Linked DNA regions of Mus musculus: all the other regions are linked to region 1. The links are chromatin contacts, called in public Hi-C and promoter capture Hi-C maps. All regions are on one chromosome and are shown on one strand. Each heading gives the region's core, a stretch centred on a gene start, on an enhancer-like site or on the middle of the called end of the contact. The rest is flanking DNA. Distances are from core to core; before and after follow the strand shown.

What was found. Promoter capture Hi-C pulls out the DNA fragments that hold promoters and counts their contacts. Hi-C and Micro-C count contacts between places; a contact is called where the count stands out from the background.
Region 2: a Hi-C map of muscle stem cells shows a contact between it and region 1, with 1.6 times the contacts expected there. The contact joins the enhancer-like site here to the promoter of Btbd6 in region 1. A contact is called at or near these places in 15 of 39 promoter capture datasets (the 3T3-L1 cell line, the C10 cell line, the HPC-7 cell line and 10 more), 1 of 15 datasets of contacts at CTCF or cohesin (CD8 T cells), 14 of 484 Hi-C or Micro-C datasets (the 3T3-L1 cell line, the AtT-20 cell line, the C10 cell line and 9 more), 2 of 115 datasets of contacts at active chromatin or transcription factors (craniofacial prominence and embryonic stem cells) and 5 of 9 other capture datasets (adipose tissue, embryonic stem cells, liver and 2 more).
Region 3: a contact with region 1 is called in a promoter capture Hi-C map of the HPC-7 cell line. The contact joins the enhancer-like site here to the promoter of Btbd6 in region 1. A contact is called at or near these places in 14 of 39 promoter capture datasets (the 3T3-L1 cell line, 3T3-L1-derived adipocytes, the C10 cell line and 8 more), 1 of 484 Hi-C or Micro-C datasets (bone marrow-derived macrophages), 1 of 115 datasets of contacts at active chromatin or transcription factors (microglia) and 3 of 9 other capture datasets (adipose tissue, liver and pancreatic islet).

Annotation. Positions count from the first base shown.
Region 1 is chr12:112,973,943-112,978,491 of GRCm38.p6, forward strand. It overlaps Btbd6 (BTB (POZ) domain containing 6), which reads left to right and starts at 2,621. Exons shown (of 4, transcript NM_201646.2): 1 at 2,621-3,040; 2 at 3,117-3,207; 3 at 3,311-3,429; 4 at 3,562-4,549. The coding sequence starts at 2,664. The region is part of intron 5 of Brf1 (BRF1, RNA polymerase III transcription initiation factor 90 kDa subunit); the gene reads right to left.
Region 2 is chr12:113,057,360-113,061,908 of GRCm38.p6, forward strand. It overlaps Pacs2 (phosphofurin acidic cluster sorting protein 2), which reads left to right. Exons shown (of 24, transcript NM_001081170.1): 10 at 2,364-2,454; 11 at 2,724-2,801; 12 at 3,270-3,412; 13 at 3,714-3,846; 14 at 4,281-4,385; 15 at 4,490-4,549. Among named protein-coding and RNA genes, the nearest start is that of Tex22, 15 kb to the right of the region's middle. Within about 2 kb of position 1,807, at least 8 of the 459 cell types and tissues checked have an H3K27ac peak or open chromatin away from gene starts, as enhancers often do. A contact at or near this core is called in CD8 T cells and muscle stem cells, where this site is marked.
Region 3 is chr12:112,895,623-112,900,171 of GRCm38.p6, forward strand. No RefSeq gene overlaps it. Among named protein-coding and RNA genes, the nearest start is that of 1700127F24Rik, 22 kb to the left of the region's middle. Within about 2 kb of position 2,414, at least 131 of the 459 cell types and tissues checked have an H3K27ac peak or open chromatin away from gene starts, as enhancers often do. A contact at or near this core is called in the HPC-7 cell line, adipose tissue, bone marrow-derived macrophages and 2 more, where this site is marked.

The DNA.
Region 1 (4,549 bases), core at 1,371-3,870:
TCAGATCAGCATCTTACAAAATGAGCACAGTGGGCATACAGGTGCACGTGCGCGTTCACAGTTGTTTCTTCTTAGTGCCTGGCACGCTGCTGAGTACCGAAAGTTCAGTCAAAGGTTCATGGAGCTCACAAATGGAGCCAGCAAGAACAACCAAGTCACTTCATCATTCAGTTCATTACCCTGCCATTAGTGCTCTGACAGAAGCCACTGGTTAGGGACAGAGGAGATCTCAGGACTTGTGTAGGAAGAGCCACTTCTGCTCAGGTCTGAGAAGCAGGCAGCTTGGAGAGCACTGGCAATAACAACAGAGGAGGGGCTGGGGTGGCTCAGCCTCTTGGAGAAGCTGGGAGAAGGAATCAATCCGTCTAACTTGTCTTTCCAGACAGCAGGAAGGGAAAGAAATGGAGGTCAGCTGCTGACTGGTCCCCAGCCCTCCTTCCAGGCTAACTGACTTCTACAAAGGGAATCCATGAGACCGACCACATAGACAAGGACCCACTCCAGCTCACACAGACTCAAGAGAAAAACGCTGAGACTCTGCCTTGTGACTGGGAAGATGGGTAGGGAGGACCCTCGGGTTCTGGAATCTGAGGCCAGCCTAGAGAGCACAGATAGACCCCACATCTTACAAAAGCAAAACACTACAGAAGGACTTCGGGGTGGGGTTAAATGAGCAGAGAAGATGGAGGTCCTGAAGCAGCCTACTTTATCTTCTTTAAGTAGTGGAGTCTGTCTGCACATGGGGACAGAGCTGCAGTCATGCAATGCAAGGACACTGGAAACAGAAATGTCTAAACCAAAGGAAGGGAAGAAGATGACGTCTGGGGAAAGGACTAAGGTGGATACACGTCAGCAGACTACATTTACTAAATAGACTTTAAATTCTCTGTCTCACAAAGTAATCCTTTTGCACGGTCTGTGGAAGTTATGAAGATGGCACGTGTATTAAAGAACAAAGAAACCAAGACGGGCCTGATGACTCATGCTTGTAATCCCAGCACCCAGGAGGCAGAGGCACGTGGATCTCTAGGAATTCAAGGCCAGCCTGGTCTACATAGAGAGCTCCAGGACAGTCAGGGCTGCACATCGAGACCCCGTCTCAAAAAAAGCAAACAAATAAAGGGGGCGGGGAGGACACAAGATGTAAGGGCAGTCTCTTCAGCAAACAGGCTGGAAACAAAGTTTACTGTCACATGTAGTACTCTGCCCAAACAGACCAAAGGTGTACACATTAAAAAGATAACAACAACCACCACCAATAGCAAAACCATGGAGAACACAGAGCAATGATTTAACACAAGCAAAAACAGACAAACATAGTAACTTCAGACTGCAAAGAATCAATGCAGCAAAGGAGTCTGTCCAGTCAAGACAACCACAAAAAAGGGAGAAAGCATCTGTCCTAAAGACTGAGCTCAATGCAGTGAAGAAGCAGACTGATTGGAAAGTGGGCAAACGACTCATGGAGGTACTTCTTCCAAGAAGATATACAAATGACCAAGAAACACAGAAAGGTTGACATCAGCAATCAAGATTCCACCTCATATCCACTAGCATAGCCTCTATAAAACCCAGAACATTATAACAAGGTTTACCCAGGATGAGGGAAAAGAGCAGTGCACGCTGTGGAGGACTGATAAATAATACAAGCACGAACAAAGGCCATTGCAAAGTTTGCTCAAACAAGTAACTGTATCTGGACAGTGATGGTGCACTCAGGAGGCAGGCAGGCAGATCTGAGGCTAGCTCCAGGACAGTCAGCGCTACACAGAAAATCCCTGTCTCAAAACCTAAGGGGCGGGGGGAGCACGAAGCACTGGATATGACTCAGTGCTTAAGAGTGGTTATTGCTCTTGCTGAAGAGCCAGCACCCATCTACCCACAGCTCACAGCTCACAACCATCTGTATCTCTAGTCTTAGGAGATCCAACAGCCTCTCCTGGCCTTTGCAAACACCAGGTACAGGCAAAACATCCACATCCATAAAATAAAAATGAGAAATCAAGAGCTACCATTTTATCCAATCATCTCACTTCTGGATAAAGACCCAAAGAATTGCAATTAGGATCTGGAAAGGATAAAATTGCCTCCCTATGGTCAGCACAACTGGGATATAGAGTTGATATATACACGGTTGGATAAACTGGCAAACAAAATGTAACCCATTGGAGTAGTCAACTTAGAAAGGAAGGTCTATGTAGAAAGTTTGAGGTCACCCTGTGGCACATGAGGTCTAGACTCATGACAGAAAAAGAAATTCCGACATAACAGGTGTACTGCCCTTGACTTTGTGCTCTGTTAAAGAAGCTGTACACAAAAAGGGAGATCAAGCCTTGCGTTAGAGACTCATTTCCTCCACGAAGAAAAGCTAGCTGGGTCAGGTGATTTTTCAAAGCCTGAGCTGTTGGAAAAAAAATCTCATTTCTGAGTGATAGAAGGTGCAACCACAACTCGCCCTTAAACCTGGGCACCCGGGCGGAGCTTCAACACCTCCCCCAGGGGCGGGGCCCTGGAACGAGGAGTCGCGTCTTGACGCACAGTGACGAGAGACGCCGGCGCCGCAGCAGTGGGTACGGGCGGGACGGCGCCCCCTGCGGCCGAGCCGCGGGCTCGGTGAGGGGTGTGGGGTGCGGGTGGGTAGCGGGCAGGGCCGGCGTGGCCCCATGCTGCTGCCGCTCGCCTGCCTGCATGGGCGGGTGGCGCAGTGCCTAACCTCCCTGCTGGTGCTCGCAGAGCCGTTTCCCAGGCCCCGTCGCGGCGCGAAGGCGCGCGGCGCAGCACCGACCAGTGCGGAGCCCGCCCCGGCAGTAGCGAAGATGGCCGCGGAACTGTACCCGCCCGCCAGTCCCTCTGCAGCTACTGCCACCGACATCGCCAACAGCAACGCGGCAGGCGCAGCCGAGAGCACGAAGGTCGGGCTTTGCTGCCCGCCCTGCCTGGCACCCGCCCCGCTGCCGCCCTTGCCCGCGCCGCCCTTGCCAGACAACAACAATCCCGAGAGCCCCAACTGGCAGTCCTTCCATCCTACGCTGCGCGAGAGGTGAGCCGCCGCCCGCCCCCGGGCTCTGGAGCCCGGGCGCGCGCCGTTCCAGCCCGTGTGCCTCTGCCCTTTGCAGGAATGCGCTCATGTTCAACAACGAGCTGATGGCTGACGTCCACTTCATCGTGGGGGCTCTGGGGGCTGCCAGGCGTGTGCCCGCCCACAAGGTGGGTAAGGGCGCAGCCCTGTCCCCTGGTGGGCCTGGCTAGGTGCGTCTCCCTGGACCTTGTTTACTGCCCTGTAGCTCAGGTGGTTTTCTTTCATCCACAGTATGTCTTGGCTGTCGGCAGCTCCGTCTTCTATGCCATGTTCTACGGGGATCTTGCGGAAGTGAAGTCAGAAATCCACATTCCCGATGTGGAGCCTGCTGCCTTCTTGGTCTTGCTAAAGTAAGTGCTGTGCGCTGGGTCTGGAAGGATGGGGTGGTTACCTTCCAATGGTCCCCTACCTGTTTGCTACAACCCCAGAGGTTGTGCAGGGGAGCCCTTGCAGCTCCCCAGGAGAGCCCCTGCCTTACGCAGGTACATGTACAGCGATGAGATCGACCTGGAGGCGGACACAGTGCTTGCCACTCTGTATGCTGCTAAGAAGTACATCGTGCCTGCCCTGGCCAAGGCCTGCGTCAACTTTCTGGAAACAAGTCTGGAAGCCAAAAATGCTTGTGTCCTGCTGTCCCAGAGCCGACTGTTTGAGGAGCCTGAACTGACCCAGAGATGCTGGGAAGTCATTGATGCACAAGCTGAAATGGCCCTGAGGTCTGAAGGCTTCTGTGAAATTGACCGGCAGACACTGGAGATCATTGTGACCAGGGAGGCCCTCAATACCAAGGAGGCTGTGGTCTTCGAGGCCGTCCTGAACTGGGCTGAGGCAGAATGTAAGAGACAGGGCCTCCCAGTCACTCCTCACAACAAGAGGCATGTTTTGGGAAGAGCCCTCTACCTGGTCCGAATTCCAACTATGACCTTAGAGGAGTTTGCCAATGGTGCCGCCCAGTCAGACATCCTGACCTTAGAAGAGACCCACAACATCTTCCTTTGGTACACTGCTGCCAAAAAGCCCCTCCTTGACTTCCCCCTGACCAAGAGGAAGGGCCTTGCTCCACAAAGGTGCCACCGCTTCCAGTCTTCTGCCTACCGAAGTAACCAGTGGAGGTACCGTGGACGCTGTGACAGCATCCAGTTTGCAGTGGACAGAAGGGTGTTCATTGCTGGGCTGGGCTTGTATGGGTCCAGCTCTGGGAAGGCTGAGTACAGCGTCAAGATTGAACTCAAGCGGCTAGGGATGGTCCTGGCTCAGAACCTCACCAAGTTTGTTTCAGACGGATCCAGCAACACTTTCCCAGTCTGGTTTGAGCACCCGGTCCAGGTGGAGCAGGACACCTTCTACACTGCCAGTGCTGTCCTGGACGGCAGTGAGCTCAGCTACTTTGGGCAAGAAGGAATGACAGAGGTGCAGTGTGGGAAGGTAGCCTTCCAGTTCCAGTGCTCCTCAGACAGTACCAATGGGACT
Region 2 (4,549 bases), core at 557-3,056, 83 kb after region 1:
GCTTGCGTGTCCATTAGGAACTAGAGACAAGCAGAGCCATCTGGAGGCAGGGAGGGAGGGAGCATCAGGGAAAGGGCTTGAGCTGGAAGGGGCTCTGTGAGGTCAGAGCTTGGTCCCTGCAGCAGACTGCAGAAGAATGAAGGGCCTAGACTGTCCCTCTCCATTCCCCCCTCCCCGCCAACAGCCCTGAGGTATACTAGAAACTAGAGGGCCCTACTGTCACAAGCAGCAGAGAGAAGCCCCATCCGGTGCTCCTCCTTGGTTTGGCTGGGAGGACAGATGGGCAAGCCTAGCCTAGGGCAGAAAGAGAAAAAGAAAACAGGCTAGTCTGCATACATGTACTGTGGCTATGTGGGGCCTAGAGAGGCTAAGCCCTCAGGACAGTGTGTAGACTTCAGTCTTGGTGTAGTTATTGAGGACAGAGAGACTCAGGATTTCAAAAAAATTAAAGATACTTGATTTTTAAGTTTTTAACCAGGACAGTACTGAGAAGCACACACAAGAAATTTGGATTTCTTGTGTCTTGCAGTTAATTAACCATAACTCTCAGTGATGACACTTTATTCATTACTGCTGGACTTGGTTTCTCATGCCTGTAGTCTCAGCATTTAGGAAACTTGGCATTGCAAAGCTTAAATAGCTGAGTTTAAGGGCAGTTTAGACTACAGAATAATGAGACATTGTTTCAGAAAACAAACTCTAACGCCTATTATGTTTCTGGTTCTGGGGTGGCATCCTCCGGCCTCAGCTTCTTTTCCTACCTGCGCCTTGCTGGGCTCAGTCAGGGGTTCACTGCTGGTTTGGGGGGTGTTCTCTAGGTCAAGCAAGCTCCTTGCTGGGCTCCTCTACCTCAGTCCCCCTGTCTCAGCACTGCACCTTCCTGCCTCATTTTAGGCTTGAGTGTGTCCTCTGCTGTAGTGTGACCTCTGCTGGGTCACCTTGGGCTCACCCACAGAGTCCAGATCCTTCCCATCATGAGCCCTATGACATTGTGTTGGCGTAATCCCTGGCCAGCTAATACCTGTAGTTCTGGAGCAATGTGTGATCACTGTGGCACCCTGATCCTAAGTAGTCACAAATGGCACCCCACATTTGCAGGTCTCTGCGTAGCCTTCTCACCCACATGGACCAGCAGAAATCCTGCCAGCTATTTTAACCTGAGTTCTATAACATCTCTTGGGTTTCTGCTGTCCTCATCTCCTCTTTCTTCACTCACACTTATTTGCTGAAGACAGGTACATTCATCCAGGTTGATCTGAGTGTCAGGAGTTACCCTGGCTGATCCAGAGTCATGTCTGTTCTGGATTAGTCTGAAATGGCTTTCTCAGGCTTGGTGTCGAGTCCCGTGTGTTGGTCTGGAGCAGTCTGAATGTGTCTTGGATGACTTAGTTGTTCTGGACCTGCCCATGATAACCTTGTGCTGTTGAAAATGTTCTTCTGTTTCCTGTAGTCTGGTTGTAGATCTCGGTTCTCAACTCGGGTATCAGTTAGGGTTTCATTGCTGCGAAGAGAGATACCGTGACCACAGCAAGTCTTATAAAAGGAAAACATTTCCTTGGGATTGGCTTAAAATCTCAGAGGTTTAGTCCATTATTGTCCCGGCAGGGAGCATGGCAGCACTGTGCTGGAGAAGGAGCTGAAAGTTCTGCAGGAGCCTGGGTCTGCATTGGGTGGAGCTTGAGCATAGGAGACCTCAAAACCTGTCCCCACAGTGACACACTTCCTCCAACAAGGCCACACTTCCTGATAGTGCCACTCCCTGTGGGCCAAGCATTCAAACACATGAGTTTATGAAGGCCACACCTTTTCAAACCACAAGGGGCATCCACTGCTGACAACCACTCACTGTGTGGTGTTGACTGCCTACCTGGGGTGAGCAACACAAGCAGATGGTGTTTTCTTCTTGTTTTAAATTACATTTTAATGTGGGAGGTGGCACGTGTGTGCCACAGCACAAGAATGAAGGTCAGAGGACAAATTGCTAGGATTACTTCTCCCCTCCCCACTGCGTGGGTCCCAAGGTTCAAACTCAAGTCTTAAGGGTTAGCAGCAGGCGCTTTTACTCACTGAGTCATCTCAGCAGCCCTGGGACACATTCTCTGCTGCTGACTTCATAGACAGTGCAGGAGCTATGCCACCTGGAGTTGTCACTGCAGAATCCTATCATAGTGTAACGTTCCCTCAGTAGCAGGCATTTAGTTACACAGTTCTTCCTCACTGTGTCTTTGGATGTTGCTCTCTTCTGTTGCTGAGGTCCATGCTGCTTGCCCTGCTGTGTGGGGGGTGGGGGGGGGCATTGAACCTCATTCTCAGTGTATAGGGAGGGATCTAGGGAATTAATATCTACTCCTTTCTTCATCCAGGCCTTACTTCGAAGGCCTGTCTCACTCCAGCTCACAGACAGAGATAGGGAGCATCCACAGTGCCCGGAGCCACAGGGAGCCTCCAAGCCCGGTGAGTAGGCCATTCTATGCAGTGTGAGACCCTTGGACCTGGCTGGCACCCTCATCCTTCCTCCCCATGAGTCCTGAATAGCTAGCCAGTGTGTACCTAGCTGAAGTATCCTGGGCTCAGGGTTCTGCCCAGTAGCAGGTGCATCTTCTAATGTAATCCTGAGCTCACAGTCTGTGAAATTCGCAGCTAGTCTCCCTGGGCTTCCTCCCATCCAGAAGTAGACATCCTGGTTCCACAGCATAAGCCAGTTCCTGTCTCTTCACCCCTAGGCTGATGTACCTGAGAAGACGCGATCCCTGGGAGGCAAGCAGCAGCTCAGCGACAGCGTCTCTGACACGGTGGCCCTTGTAAGCAGGCATGGGGGCAGGGGGACATTCATCCACCTGTCGTGTGCAGCTGATTCAGATGTACAGACCTGCACATGGGGTTTGTGTTCTCATACTCTGAAAACATGTATACCACCCCCAGGAGCCACCAGGCTGCCTGGTGATCCTTGTTCACTCTGTGGATATTGGCCAGGTATCTCAGGTGGAGGGCTGTGTCCTAGCCTTGCTATCAGACCCTGGCCCTCATGGAGTCTCTCTGATAAGGAGCAGGGTGGGTGGGGTTTCCAGCAGGTTTGGTGCTGATCATAGTTGGTCCAAGAGTTACTTGTAGGAGAGGAATACCTCTCCTCTCGCTTGTGACTGTGCCTTACGCAAGACCTGAGGTTAGAGGAATCCCAGAGCCTTTCCCCAAATCAGGGGCACACGGACGGGAGAGGCACGGTAAATGTTTCTGTATTTGGTGCTTATGGCTCTTTCTCAACCCATCAGAGTGCAGCAGTCCCCCGGGAACCATCAGGGCAACCTGAGGACAGCCCAGAGGCTGAGACCTCCACCTTAGATGTGTTCACCGAGAAGCTGCCTCCCAGTGGAAGAATCATCAAGACTGAGTCACTTGTCATCCCCTCCACCAGGTGTGGCCTTCGTGCTGAGGGACTCTTTGCACCTTTAGGGCAGGGTTGTGGGAAGCCACTTGGTCACTAGCAGCTCTGCCATCTGCTGGCTTACCACCCTAAAGGCCAAAGTGCCCAAGAGGCACCACTGCTTCCATGCCACTGAGGGCTCAGGTTGCTGGGGAGATTTCAGTGTCACCTCACAGGGTCTGTCAGGTGGGGATGGTGGCAGCTGTCGTGGGGCAGCGTAGTGTGCAACCTGCAGTGAACATACAGCTTACCACCCCAGCTGTTCTCCACTGCCTTTCCTGCTCTCTAACAGGTCAGAATCAAAGCCGGCCGGCCGCCGGGGCCGGAGCACATCCCTGAAGGAGCGACAGCCTGCTCGGCCACAGAATGAACGGGCCAACAGCCTAGACAATGAGCGCTGTCCAGACACGAGGAGCCAGCTTCAGGTTAGGGTAGGAACTGGGGAGGATACTGCCCAGACAGAGCAGAGAGAAGCCTAGGGGTCTGGAGGACTGGGCAAACCTGGAGGGCCTGCTGTGAGAAGACAGTCATAGGTCCTCTTGTCAGGAAGCCTGTTGACCCTGTCCTGCCACTCAAGGTGTGGCCGCTCCAGACTTAGGGACCTCCATGTTAGTTAGCGCTGTCCCGCCACCTGAAGTATGGCTACTCCAAACTTAGGGACTTCCACGTTAGTTAGGCGCTGTCCCACCGCCTGAAGTGTGGCCACTCCAGACTTAGGGACCTCCACATTAATTAGTTAGGCACCTCCTTACATGCCCTCAGCCTCCATGCCTGCAGGCAGTATGAGTATGAGACCCAGGGTTGGGAGTTAAAAGGCCTGGGTGCTGCTTTTCCTTGTGTGGACACCTGGTGTCTCTAGATTCCCAGGAAAACTGTGTATGACCAATTGAACCACATCCTCATCTCTGATGACCAACTCCCCGAGAATATCATTCTCGTCAACACCTCTGACTGGCAGGGACAGGTAAGGGATACAGCCATGTACCCCGCCCTCTCCTCAGCACTGCCTGGATATCTGGGGACTACCAGGTACCACGCCCAGGTCATTGTCAGCTTGTCCCTCTCTAGTTCCTCTCAGATGTCCTGCAGAAGCATACACTTCCTGTGGTCTGCACGTGCTCTGCTGCT
Region 3 (4,549 bases), core at 1,164-3,663, 79 kb before region 1:
CTGCGGTTCTCTTGCCTGCTCATCATGGCCAACGTGAGCAAGACTGACAAGCCTGTCGAAAGGCAACACAAAGTCCGCAGAGGCAGAGGCAGCCTCAGAGTCATGGAGGACAGAAGTGCAGGAGAATCAGACAGGAGCTCCTGCCGAGGGATCCAGCTGGGACACAGAGGCTAAGGTCACGTCCAATGGAGGAAGTGGTGAATGAGCCCAGCAGGCAATAAGAGTGTAGAAGCAGAGTCCCAGGAAAGGGTCTAAAGGAACACAAAGACCCAAGCCACCCTGATGGAAATGAAGAACACCCATGACTGGCTGTGTGACTGCACACAGCTGAGAAAAGGCTCTCCCAGCTCAGGGCCATGGCAATAGAAACTGAAAACAAGAACCATGTTTGATGGTGCCAGTCATCCTAGCGCTTGAGACACTGAGGCAGGGGATCCAGAATTCTGGCAACCCTGGGCTATACAGCAGGATTGGGGGGGGGTGCTGGAAGAGGGGAGGGGAGGGGTGGGGAGAGGGGAGGGAGGGGTGGGGAGAGGGGTGGGGAGGGGAGGGGAGGGGAGGGGAGGGGAGGGGAGGGGAGGGGAGGGGAGAGGAGGGAAGGGGAGGGAAGGGGAGGGAAGGGGAGGGAAGGGGAGGGAAGGGAAGGGAAGGGAAGGGAAGGGAAGGGAAGGGAAGGGAAGGGAAGGGAAGGGAAGGGAAGGGAAGGGAAGGGAAGGGAAGGGAAGGGAAGGGAAGGGAAGGGAAGGGAAGGGAAGGGAAGGGAAGGGAAGGGAAGGGAAGGGAAGGGAAGGGAAGGGAAGGGAAGGGAAGGGAAGGGAAGGGAAGGGAAGGGAAGGGAAGGGAAGGGAAGGGAAGGGAAGGGAAGGGAAGGGAAGAAGTTCCATCCCAGGGACCTACGTAGTAGAGAAAGAAAATGATTTCCACAAGTTGTCCCTCTGACTTCCTCACATGCACCAAGGTTTTCAAGGTGTTCACATGTGTACATGTACACACAGATACACACGAATGCATACACATACAGAGAGGGAGAGAGAGAGAGAGAGAGAGAGAGAGAGAGAGAGAGAAAGGGAGGGAGGGAGAGAGAGGAAGAGAACCCAGTAAAACACTTCATCCAGGAACTTTATTTTTTGTACATAATATATATATAATATATATATATATATGTATGTATGTATATATGTATATGAATGACAAATACACTGTAGCTATCGTCAGACACACCAGAAGAGAGCATCGGATCGCATTACAGATGGTTGTGAGCCACCATGTGGTTACTGGGAATTGAACTCAGGACCTCCCTGCAAGAGCAGCCAGTGCTCTTAACTGCTGAGCCATCTCTCCAGCCCCAACCGGGGTGTTCTTAAATAGTAATGGATGAGTAGGTGTGTTACATCCAGAGGATAGACCACGACTCCTTCGCGGGAAGAAATGAGCCCATCATTTCCGGAAAACATGGAGGAACTGAAATCTATGCGACTACGTAGGAAGCCAGCCTGCAGAGACGCCGTGCGACCCCAGCACTAGGATATTGTTGTAAAGGCAGAAAACAGTCACAGGATCAGTGACTTCTGGGGCTCAGCAAAGGCGGGGAAATAGGGGATGCGGAGGGGGGGGGGAATAGATACAGCACTATATATAAGTGCGGTGGGCCAACCACAGCCAAGGAGCCTCTGGGAGTAGAAGGTGCCAGAGGTTGAGGGCTCAGGGGGTCCGTGGGACCTCTACTTTCAGCCTAATTTTACTGTAAACCTAAAAGTATCCTAAAAATAAAATTTGCTAATTTAAAGAAAAACGTAAAAATACACTTAGCCTATAGCCCAGTGTTTACACTCTTGGCCATTTGTTCCTGAGCACTGAGAAAATGCCCTCTCACAGATATGTGTACAGTAACACAGGCAGGTGCTTTATTGCTAATTGTCTGGAAGAGGAAATAACACGTGTCCTTCAATAGCGGAACAAACCTCAGTGAGTCCACATAATGGCGTAATACCCAGAAGTAGGAAAGGGACACGCTGTCCACGTGCACTATAATTTGTGTGGTTATTAATGACTCGAGGAAGAGAGCCAGCCTCAAAGGTTATTTATTGTACAATGCAACACATCTCTAAAATGACCAGATTACAGAAGCAGTCAGTCAGCTTTCTGTCACTGTGACTTATAGAAGGAATCTGGCTCAGGACTCCAGAGGTTCCAACCCAGTCAGGGTTCCGTTACTTTTAAGCTGTGACAAGGCAAGGACGAGCGGCAGAGGAAAACCACTTCTTTCATGTCAGCCAGGAAGCCGAGGGGGGGGGCGGGAAGGGACAAGACGTCCTCTAAGATGCACACCCCTGTGACTCACGTCCTCCAGCCCAGCCCCAGCTTATGATGGCTCCTCCTGTCTGACCTCTCCAGTTCATTAGCTCACGGATGAAGTTGCTGCCCTGTGAGCCAATCAGCTCACAGCTATACCCCCACCTCCCACTAGAGATGAAGCCTTCCCCACAGGGGCTTTGGAGGATATTTTGCCCAACCCATAGCAGATGAATGAGTTAGCGGCTGTCAGGGGCCTGATGAAGGGGGCGGGGGAGAGTGTGACCCATGACTGTAAGGGACAACAGTAGCAGTCTCCTGTCAGCGGCTGTGATTACAGACAGAGTTAGCTGTCTTACTGACTCTACATTCATGATAAAAATGTCATAGAAACCTGTTAGTTTGAGAACTGGGGATCGTGACAGGTAGTTTGTAATAGTGTTTATTTCTGAGGAGCAAAGCCAAGGGTGACACACAAAGTCGCACAGGGGCTGGAACAGCTTTGTAGGAACAATCGTTTGCCTGTGCCATAAACGAAGCTTCCTCGCCCTTTCTCGTTGGATAATTCCCACGAGGAAAGAACTCATTTGACTCCGAGCAGCTTCAGCTTTGGCCGCCACACTGTCTTCTAGTTTCTAAATAAAATCTTTTTATGTATACCCAAATAAAAAGAGTGTCATCAAAATACACAAACGCAGGCTAGGAGACAAGTTGTGAGGCCCCGAGGAGACCCGAGAGCCAGGCGGGACACCTCCACAGAGGATGGCAGGTGCATGCATTGCTACAACTTCTTATGAGACAGAATTATGTGAAAACTGGAAGACATGAAGCTGGAGCGATGGCTCAGTGGTTAAGAGCATTGCCTGCTCTTGCAGTGGATTGAGGTTCAATTCCCAGCCCCTACATGGTGGTTCACAACCATGCATAACTGCAGTGATCCAGGCCATCCGAGGCTCCTTTGTGACCTCAGCCCATGTGTGGTGTGCAGACATTCGTGTAGGCAAGACACTCGCACATTTAATATAAAATAAAAGAAGGAAATCTGTTAGAAAAAATTGTAAAGCAACTTGCTTTTTGGGCATAGGAATTGGGGATTTGACCTGACAACTCCTGTGAAGATGTAAGGTTCCTAGAAGGGCCAAAACAACTGTAAAAACAAAACAAAACACCCAAAAAACCCAATTGCAATGTACCAACTTACGGTAAAGCTGTGGTCATCAAAACCACGTGGTCTGTCACAAGGATGCAGACTGATGCTTGAAGTCAAGTTGAAGGAAAATGGATTTTCAGCAAATCACACAGTGATAGCCATAGCCAAGCAGCTGTTTGTCACAGACAAAACTAACTCACATGGCTGGGCAGCTTATGGGTTAACCAAAAAGTGCCAAGAAAAAAAAATCTAATTAAGAAAAAAACGGAGAAGCTAGGAGTGGTGACACACGCCTTTAATTGAAACCTAAGGAGGCAGGCAGATCTCTGAGTTTGAGGCTAGCCTGGTCTGCAGAGTGAGTTCCAGGACAGCAAGAGCTACACAGAGAAACCCTGTCTCAAAACAACAAATAAAATAAAATAAAATAAAATAAAATAAAATAAAATAAAATAAAATAAAATAAAATAAAATAAGGGGGTGGGCAATGATGTGGCTCAGTGAGTAAAGGTGACAACCTGTGTTCAAGCCCTGGGACATACACGGTAGAAGGAGACAACTGACCACTGAACTTATCCTTTGACACCTATAAACACTGTGGCACCTGTGTGTGTGCGTGTGTAAGCATACTTAAATAAATAATAAGTGTAGTTTTTAAATTATAATTCAGGCCGGAGAGGGGGCTCCGTGGTTAGAAGCAGCAGCTGCTCTTCCAGGGGACTTGGGTTCAACTTCCAGCACCCACATGGGAGCTCACAATCACCTATAACTTATTCCTAGGGGATTCAAGGTCCTCTCCTGGCCTCTGCAGATACACTTGGTGCACAGACATACATGCAGGCAAGACATACGTACATAGAAAAATTTTTTAAAAAATTAAAAACCATAATTGTTCTAGAAAAAAGAACTGGTGATGGTAATTGTGTGTGTGTGTGTGTGTGTGTGTGTGTGTTTGAGAGAGGGAGAAGGAGAGGGGGAGGGGTAAGGTGAGGGGGAGGGGTAAGGTGAGGGGGAGGGGGAGAGGGAGAGGGAGAGGGAGAGGGAGAGGGAGAGGGAGAGGGAGAGGGAGAGGGAGAGGGAGAGGGAGAGGGAGAGGGAGAGAGAGAACGA